Regions from separate parts of the Ovis aries genome. Here region 2 is linked to region 1. A link is a contact called in public Hi-C data. All regions are on one chromosome and are shown on one strand. Each heading gives the region's core, a stretch centred on a gene start, on an enhancer-like site or on the middle of the called end of the contact. The rest is flanking DNA. Distances are from core to core; before and after follow the strand shown.

Region 1 (4,150 bases), core at 1,360-3,859:
TTAAGATGAAATTTTATTTTCACAGATTTGTTTTAGCAAATTATGTTTACCTGTGTTGGTGCGACTGTTTTATGTATCTGAAGGCCTTCTTTTAAAAAAAAAAAAAAACACCATCACATACTTTTGGCAAAGTATTTGGTTTCAACCCTAAGCCTTTTCCCCTCTGACATTGTTTATTAAGGGTCTCTAGTGTGAGCAGAAAAACAAGGTATCTTTGGGGAAAAGATAGTACAGGAGAGTTGAAACCAGAATCCCATCCAAGCAATTATAAGTACTGGAGAAAAAAATGTTTTCATTATGCAGGGGAATGGGGGTGGGACAAGGCTGGTTGGCCTTTACTGGCATATAATCTTAAGGGAAAGAAATTCAAATCTAAGAAGTCCTTCCCTTAATGGTAATGAGGCTTTAGATTCAGCATGCTAAAGCTGAGTTCCTAACAATAAATTAGTGTGGAATAGCATCATAATTTTTAATGTCTATAATAATATTTATAAAAATAATATTATAATGGTTCATATTTACCAAGTTTCCTGTGGAAAGATTGGTGATAATAGTTCGTCTCTTATGAACATACAATACCATAGAACTTCAATACCTCAAACAGTGGTGTAATTTGTAATTTCCATAGGGAGAATTCCAGCAAGTTATATAATCAACTTGCTTCATGATCTCTCTAAGGTTACCAGTGTTTTACAATTTAACGGCTCCTCCCCAATATTCTTTATGAAGTTTTCCCAAAAAACTGCCAGAAGCCATTTCTGTTCAGTGTGGAGGCAATTTCCTGTTATTACAAAGCAATTGGATTGTTGAAGGCTTTTCTATCCTAGTAAAATTCCTACTGCTAACCTTGATACTCATTGTGTGGTTGGAGATCACTTTAGGACCCCCACTGGAAATTCTGAACTACTGGATTCTCCCAGTCCACATCTTATGACTCAGGTTGTATGTTTGTTGTGTGTGTTCTTGCTTCAGGAATCCTCCAGGGATTTTAGTCATGGATTTTGAAACATCAGTGTTACTTATATACAGACAACAACCTTTTCTTTATACAATATTTCCAGATTTTGAACCATAGCATAATATAGTGTGGTCTTGGCAGGGCTCTTGGCTTGCCAAGCAGTGTCCTATGGAGACCTGAATTAGGGAACAGTCTTGGAAATGTGTATACTTTGAGATCTGTAGATAGAAATTGTGGTGAATAATCAGAATTCAGGAGTGCCTGTTGCTCTCCTGCGCCCCCTTGTGGTTAGATGTGATACTCTCAAAGCTCAAGAGGAGCTCCAACTTGCAGTGGGCATGCTTGTTTACAAAGAGCATTTATAGCGTTTTCTGAGTAAAATAGCCTATCAAGTTAATATCATAGTTCTCACTGAGGGTGTAAATAGTTCATTGTGTTTGTTTGACTTTTTCTAAATTTGTAGAATTTAAAAAATATGTATTGATGTGTGTGTACATGTTTTACCTTTTTCTTATGGAAAATTCCAAACACACTCAAAAATAGAGAGAGTACAGTGCATCCCCTTGTGCTCATCATTGGGCTTTAACAGTCATCAATATTTTGTCAGTCTTGTTTCATCTTCATGGTCTTTTTTTTTCTAGAGTATTTTAAAGCCTATTCCAGGCTTAGAATCTTTTTTTTTTTTTTTTTTTGCTTATCTTAAATTTAGAAACTGTATAATTCGGCTCAGTCTTTTGCTTTAGGTGTGCAGTGCTTTTAGTCAAAATTGTTACGTAAACTAAGGATTGTAAACATCCTCAGTATCTTTGGAAGGTGACTGATGTCCCTAGCTTCCTAAGAGTTAGGTCTGAAACCTAAAGTTCCCAGCTGGCTGAGGAACCAGTAAGACAGGATATTAGAAATATTTTCTATTACTTAACAGTTACAGTCTAAAAAACCTGTTTCTTTACAATGTTTATTAACAAGGCCATAATTTATTCCTAAGAAATATTCACTTGAAATATTATCTCGCAGGATTTGTTTGCTAAATGCAGTTATCAACATTTGAGAATGTCCTTTTCTTTTTCCAAGAGGAAAGGTTATGTTTGACAAACCAGTCAGAAACCGTCTGCAATTTCATAGAAGTAGATAAAAGTCCTAGGAGGGAAGGCAAGAGTTTCTTACATCCCCAAACAGTAAAAGCTGTTGACTTCGAGGTTGACTTCCTGGCCGAATTTCGGTTTGTCTCCAGGCTTTAAGACGCTGTCGAGAAAGCCCGGGGATTGTTCGCTGCGGGACCCGTCCGACTGGAGTCTGATCGCGGATGCGCGGCCGCGCGCTACCCGCGGCAGAGAGCGCCGCCAGGAGAGCCCGGGGAGGCGCCTCCGCAAACAGTGGTGTCGGGTTACAGCCTCGGAGCCGCGCCGAGCGCGCCTAACTGGCTAGATCTAGTGACTGGCTTCATAATTACATTGCTGATTTGTTAGGGAAGGCTTTGTCTTACTTAGCAATTAGCATGGATGTTACTGCAGGGACCTCATCCTGGATGAGCTTGGGCTTAAAAAAAGAAAAAGAAAAAAGAAAACTTCCCCGATAGGGGCAGCTTTAGGGGTTCAGTTACTCACCCTCCCTTGTCTTCTGGGAGTAAACACGCAGAGGCTTTCTCCCTGTTGGAATTTTGCCCGTGTTTCTGCCATTCCCGGAGGCCGGAAGCAGTCGCTTTGGGGTCTGCAGGCAGCCTCGGGGAGTGCTGACCCCCGCATGGCCTCCCGGAGGCTCACCCCCAGGAACTGGGGAACTGCACGGGTCACAGTGCATGGAACACCCCCGCTGGCAGATCCTTGCAGGCACCCCACTTTCTTTTTAAAATTAATTTATTTTAATTGGAGGATAATTACAATATTGTGATGCTTTTTGCCATACATCAACATGAATCAACCATGGGTATACATATGTGTTCCCCCCATCCTGAACCCCCTCTCCCACTTCCCTACCCACTATCCCTCTAGGTTGTCCCAGAGCACTGGCTTTGGGAGTACCCCACTTTCTGTCAGCTCTCTCCCAGATCTGCCAGCATCCCCCCGCCCATGTCCCTTCAGGGTGTCCTAAGTCGTGTCCCCCAACCCCCACCCCGTGGCTTCTGCTGTTACCTGGGGGAGGAAGGATGTCAAAAGCATAGCCATTATCAGATTCCTGAATGTTGGATGTTTATTAAGGTGTAATATTTTAGCAGTATAGAAAGTTGTCTAAGGGAACCTGGCTTCCCCTGTGGAACAAGGAGGGGGCCTCTCCTTCCTGCCCGGGAGGTGCTGTGTGACCAGCTGACAAAAGAGCTCTTCCCAGAGTTCGCCGGAGGCTGGTGGCAGGCGTCCTGGTCAGGAGCAGGGGCTCTCCACTTGGACCACCTCAAGAGCAGGACCCAAAGCATACCCTGAGGCAGGCGTCAGAGGGGAGAGATGAGAATATTCTGTGTTTCAGAAGTTGTCTCACCGGCATTTGTAGCCAGCCTCTCTCCTGCTCTGGAGAGACTGTCAGCCCACTCAGTAGTTTTGCCAGGGGCAACTTCTTTCTTCTTCCACTGCCCCCGAAAGAAACTGAAAGTGTGCGCGTGTTTCCATTTACAGGACTTTAACTTTGGGTTTGGCGGCTCAGGATGTCTGAATGAGGAAATAGCTTCTGCTAGCCTGCTTGAAGACACTCGTCACACATCATAGCTTCTTTTTTCTTCAAACTGGGTAGCTCTGTGAGGGAAAGTTATCATTCTGAGTCATTAGCGTTACTGTGAACGCCTCGTTTTTATGGTTTTTAGTGTTAGCATGGGCACTGCTGGACCCTTCAGCAGCCCGTAGTCACCAGCAGTCACACAGGACGGTGTGGTTGGGGAGACCCGGGACTGAGCCTTTCACTTGAGAGCTGTTAACTAGTGACACAGGCATAGCAGGCCAGCGGCTCATCGAACAGCAGACGCCAGCCTCTTCAGCCTGGTGAGGACGTAGAGTGAGACACGCTCCCGGGGAGCCCAGGGCCCCACTAGGAACTACCCTCCCCTGATGGCAGACACCAGGACTGAGCTGTGCCCTGTAAACTGACTGTTGAGACATGTCACTTACTCGTGAAGCCCGCTACACTCCTGAGAAAGGAACACCCTGGCTTTCTACTTGTCACTTACTGGTCCAAAAGGAAATTGGAACAAGCTCTTGAAAATGTACACAA
Region 2 (3,843 bases), core at 472-2,971, 82 kb before region 1:
ATTTGATTTTTCATACTCATCCTCTTCCTTATCACCTGGACTGACAAGTTGACTGCTTCACTTTATGTAAAGTTTTATTTCTTCTAAATTAAAAATAAATCTTCATGAACTTTGAACTGTAACAGGATGTGCAGTGCTGTGCTTTAGTCCCTGCTCTGTTCAGTCAGTAAAATTCCTGTACTTTTAAAACATCACTGACTGTCAGGCCGTCAGTGTTACTGCATGCTGCCATTTTGTTACCATTGTTTTGCGGCATCGTTGACTTGTGTGATCAGGTGTCCTTCACCGCATGAAGGAATGAAGCTGGCAACAGCCATTTTATAATGGTGTGTATAGATGTATAATGGGTAATCTACTCCATATCTTTCTATAAGATTTTCTCGCATCTTTTTTTTTATCATTCATGTTTAGAAGGCACCCAGGATGGCCCTTCAGGTTTCTTGATGTGTTTAAGAATGTGTGGCCACTGTTACTTGCTGGAACCAGCCCTGGAAAAGTTGAACTGGTGCCATATATTTCTTGCTACTGTTATGTCTGACTACAAAATGAAGGAAGTGCTAATAACACTTCCTACTTGTTTAGCACGTTTTCCTCCCCAGCTTTCCAAGGAGTTGGCCAATATCAGGCAGGATTCCCAGGCTGTGTTTCTGTTATTTTCTAATTCCTGTAACATAATATTGCCTAAGGCCTCCACTCATTATCTTTTTTCTTATGTTCTCCTAAAGTTTGGAAAGTAGTGTTTGCTATTATCATCCCCAGTTCTCAGATGCTAAGAATAAGGCACATTTTGGCTAAGTATTTGACCTGGGATTATATAGTAATCAGCTGCAGTGCCGAAAACAGAGCTTGGGATTCTTCCTCTACTTCATTTTATTACTGAGCAATAGTTCTTCTCCTTCTCAGATGTACATTCTTACAACAGAACCAAAGAAAATACATTTCCAGGTTCCAAAAATATTTCCCACATCTCTTCTTCAGTATTCGTTCCAATGTTAGGATTTATACTAGATTTATTGTCTGAAATTAAGTTTCAGCGCCAGTTGTAAACATGATCCATTCCCATATTATTCCTGATTTGACTGCTATCCCAGAAGGCACTGGATAGTTGAAGAAAGAGTGTAATGAATGCATCCCCTATTTTCTTTTTGCCCTTCTATATTTGATTTAATATAAGGTTGCTTTCTGCCAGGAAATTTCATGAATGGGCATATGTTAATAAGCCAGATTTTTTTTTTCTACTATAGTAATAAACTAAACAAAATATCTCCCTGAAGTGGATTTAGTTAGAGTGTGTTAATACTTGAGCGAGTACTTCCTGAACTTACAGGAGGAAGCAACTCCAACCACTCTGAAAATGAAGTTGTTCCTATAAAACTTAAGTTACTGCAGTCTGAATATATTTTGTGCTTTGAAGTATATCTTCCATAATTCTTTTTGTTAGTGAATGTTTGTAGAACTTGAGGGGGAATCTGTCAAAACTAGAAGAATTGACTGTTCCTGCTTTAAAAATGCTTAAAAAAAAAATCTAACTGAGGATAAAGTTTCTGAGAGTGGCAGCTTTTTTTTTTTCTTCCCTTTCAGAGTAACAAAAGTGAAAGTTGCATTTTGATCAGTTTTGCTCAGCCTCCTTAGTGACAACTCCAGGCGCAGAGCGTGTGCTCGTGCACACACACACAGCGGCCTCCTTGTTTTGGTGCCCCGCACGTGAACCGCTGCATGTCCACACAAGCCGCACATAAAGAGTCCATTCTTGCTCACACGCAGCCAAAGGAGGCTGGCCGCTGCCGTCTTCTGCTCAGTGGAAATTGGCAGCCTTTCTCCTCCCGTAAACAACAGCCTGACGTCACCCCATGCAGCAGTGATAGTGAACCCACTTTAGAGATTCTCGGTTGGCAAACCTGCCGAAGGCCTGTCACTGGCGCTGATCTTCATTCGCACCTGAATCAGTGCAGTGCAGAGAGATTCGTTCATGTCAGGAATACTAGCATAGCCCTTTAAAACAATTTGCGAAGTACATGACCTTGAATTTTCACATATAATCCTAATGAAAAACCTGTGTGATTGGCAGGAGAATTGCAGTTATTTCTATTTTAGAAATGAGCTAACTCATGTCCGGAGAATTTAAAAGTTAGGGGTAGAATGACTGAAATGTAGGCCTTCTAAACACTGTTTTGTCTCTCTTTTTACTATATTAAATAACTTCTTTAATAATTGTTAATTGTTCTGTTCTGTAACTTCCTCTCCCATCTAAAATGTGTGGGAAGATAATTTATGAGTTTTTTTTTCCCCAGTCAAGACATCTGTGCATTAAAATCAGATACAGTCTTGTTGCATTTGGGAACTCCCAGACATTACATTAACCCACTCCCTTGCCTCAGAGAGAGCCTTTCGAAAAATGTAGCATAAGTCTACACTCACCAGCCTAATTGGGAAGATTTATTAACAAGGTGATCCTGTTCTTCATTTGGCCTCTGAAAGCTATATAAAATCGTAATTCTTCTGTGTTGTTAACAGAAAGAGACAAAGCTGACATGAAGGGGCTGTTCTATTAGTTAGAAATCAGGATTTTATTGGGAAGGAGGAGAGAGTTGAGCTACTGGTTAAAATATAATGTGTTTGTTATATAAATAGTTGTCTTTCTCATGTGCCCACTTCTAGTTTATTTTCAGACAGTTACAAAAAGTGAAAAAGAACAGTGACCTTCCTGATTTATAGTTGCATATGTGGTTTGGGAATACTTGAGGCTGTAGATAACTCTTGGTTTTCTCTTTTTGACTCCGAGTAGGTTTTTCAATGTGACATTGAAGAGTAGGCAGAAGGGTGTTTAGATGTGAGTGGACTATTCACGGTAAATTAGTGGGACCTTAACTTCTCTACTGAATGCCCCAACTTGAGCCAGCTCCCCTCATTTTTACGTTTGTGTTTAGGGAATGAAAATTAATGTTGATTTTAGCTTACCCCTGACAGAAAATGCATTTAAATCCTATGTATTAAAAAAGAAAGTATAATTTTTTTAAAAACTGCTTTCTAAAACTGCATTTTGGTACATAGTAGGCACTCGAAAAGGGATTTTAAATGAAACTGTGATAATCAGAGATTAACTGTATTAGCAACCTCAGTAAGTCTAGCATCTTTATATAGTAGTTGACTAAACTATACCCAAGGAAAAAAGTGCATTTGGGGTGAAAGAAATGTATTTTATTGCATAACTTAAAATGAACCAAAGAGCTGTTTGTTTTGCTTTTTATTTCACTGAATGGAAAAAGTCGTTTTGCCTTTAAAAGACAGTGTGCTAGTTTTAAAAATTATAGCAGTTTGAAGGAATAGAGGGGTAGTACGTCAGATCTACTTTAACACAAGTCACTACCTTCTCAGCATCTTTTGCTTCCTTCTATCTGTGACAGTGAATAAGGAGCAAGTAACAGCTGCCAGTCAGAACCCCTCATTTCTGTTGGGGAGTGAAGTCTCAAAGTCTGGGGGTGCTGGGGGAGTGGAGTGGCCAGGGCAGTGAGTGGCCTCCGCAGTGAGGGCAGTGCCAACCAGTGCGGGGCAGGCACCAGTGTGGGACTTCCCCAGTGCTGCCCGTGGGGGATGCCCGTGCCCACTGGTTACAGGAAAGGCTGCAGGGGGTCTGCCCAACCCAGCTTTAAGTTAAAGAACTGATGCCTAAGTGTCCCAGGCTATCACTTAACAGCATGGAGTTTCTCATCTCTGCAAGCGGCTGTTTGTAATTGTAAACACATAGTAGTAAGGGCAGAGGACAGATGTTAGGTAAGTGAAGTCAGGGGGAGAGCCAAGCTGGCCTTTGATTTTAACTCTTAAGTAATCATCTTGCTATATGTC

What was found. Hi-C and Micro-C count contacts between places; a contact is called where the count stands out from the background.
Region 2: a contact with region 1 is called in a Hi-C map of muscle, with 2.4 times the contacts expected there. The contact joins two enhancer-like sites. A contact is called at or near these places in 11 of 16 Hi-C or Micro-C datasets (blood, hypothalamus, liver and 6 more).

The regions. Positions count from the first base shown.
Region 1 is chr3:43,665,377-43,669,526 of ARS-UI_Ramb_v3.0, forward strand. All of the region lies in intron 1 of SERTAD2 (SERTA domain containing 2), which reads left to right. Among named protein-coding and RNA genes, the nearest start is that of SERTAD2, 98 kb to the left of the region's middle. Within about 2 kb of position 2,610, at least 45 of the 54 cell types and tissues checked have an H3K27ac peak or open chromatin away from gene starts, as enhancers often do. A contact at or near this core is called in hypothalamus and liver, where this site is marked.
Region 2 is chr3:43,584,525-43,588,367 of ARS-UI_Ramb_v3.0, forward strand. All of the region lies in intron 1 of SERTAD2 (SERTA domain containing 2), which reads left to right. Among named protein-coding and RNA genes, the nearest start is that of SERTAD2, 17 kb to the left of the region's middle. Within about 2 kb of position 1,722, at least 21 of the 54 cell types and tissues checked have an H3K27ac peak or open chromatin away from gene starts, as enhancers often do. A contact at or near this core is called in hypothalamus and liver, where this site is marked.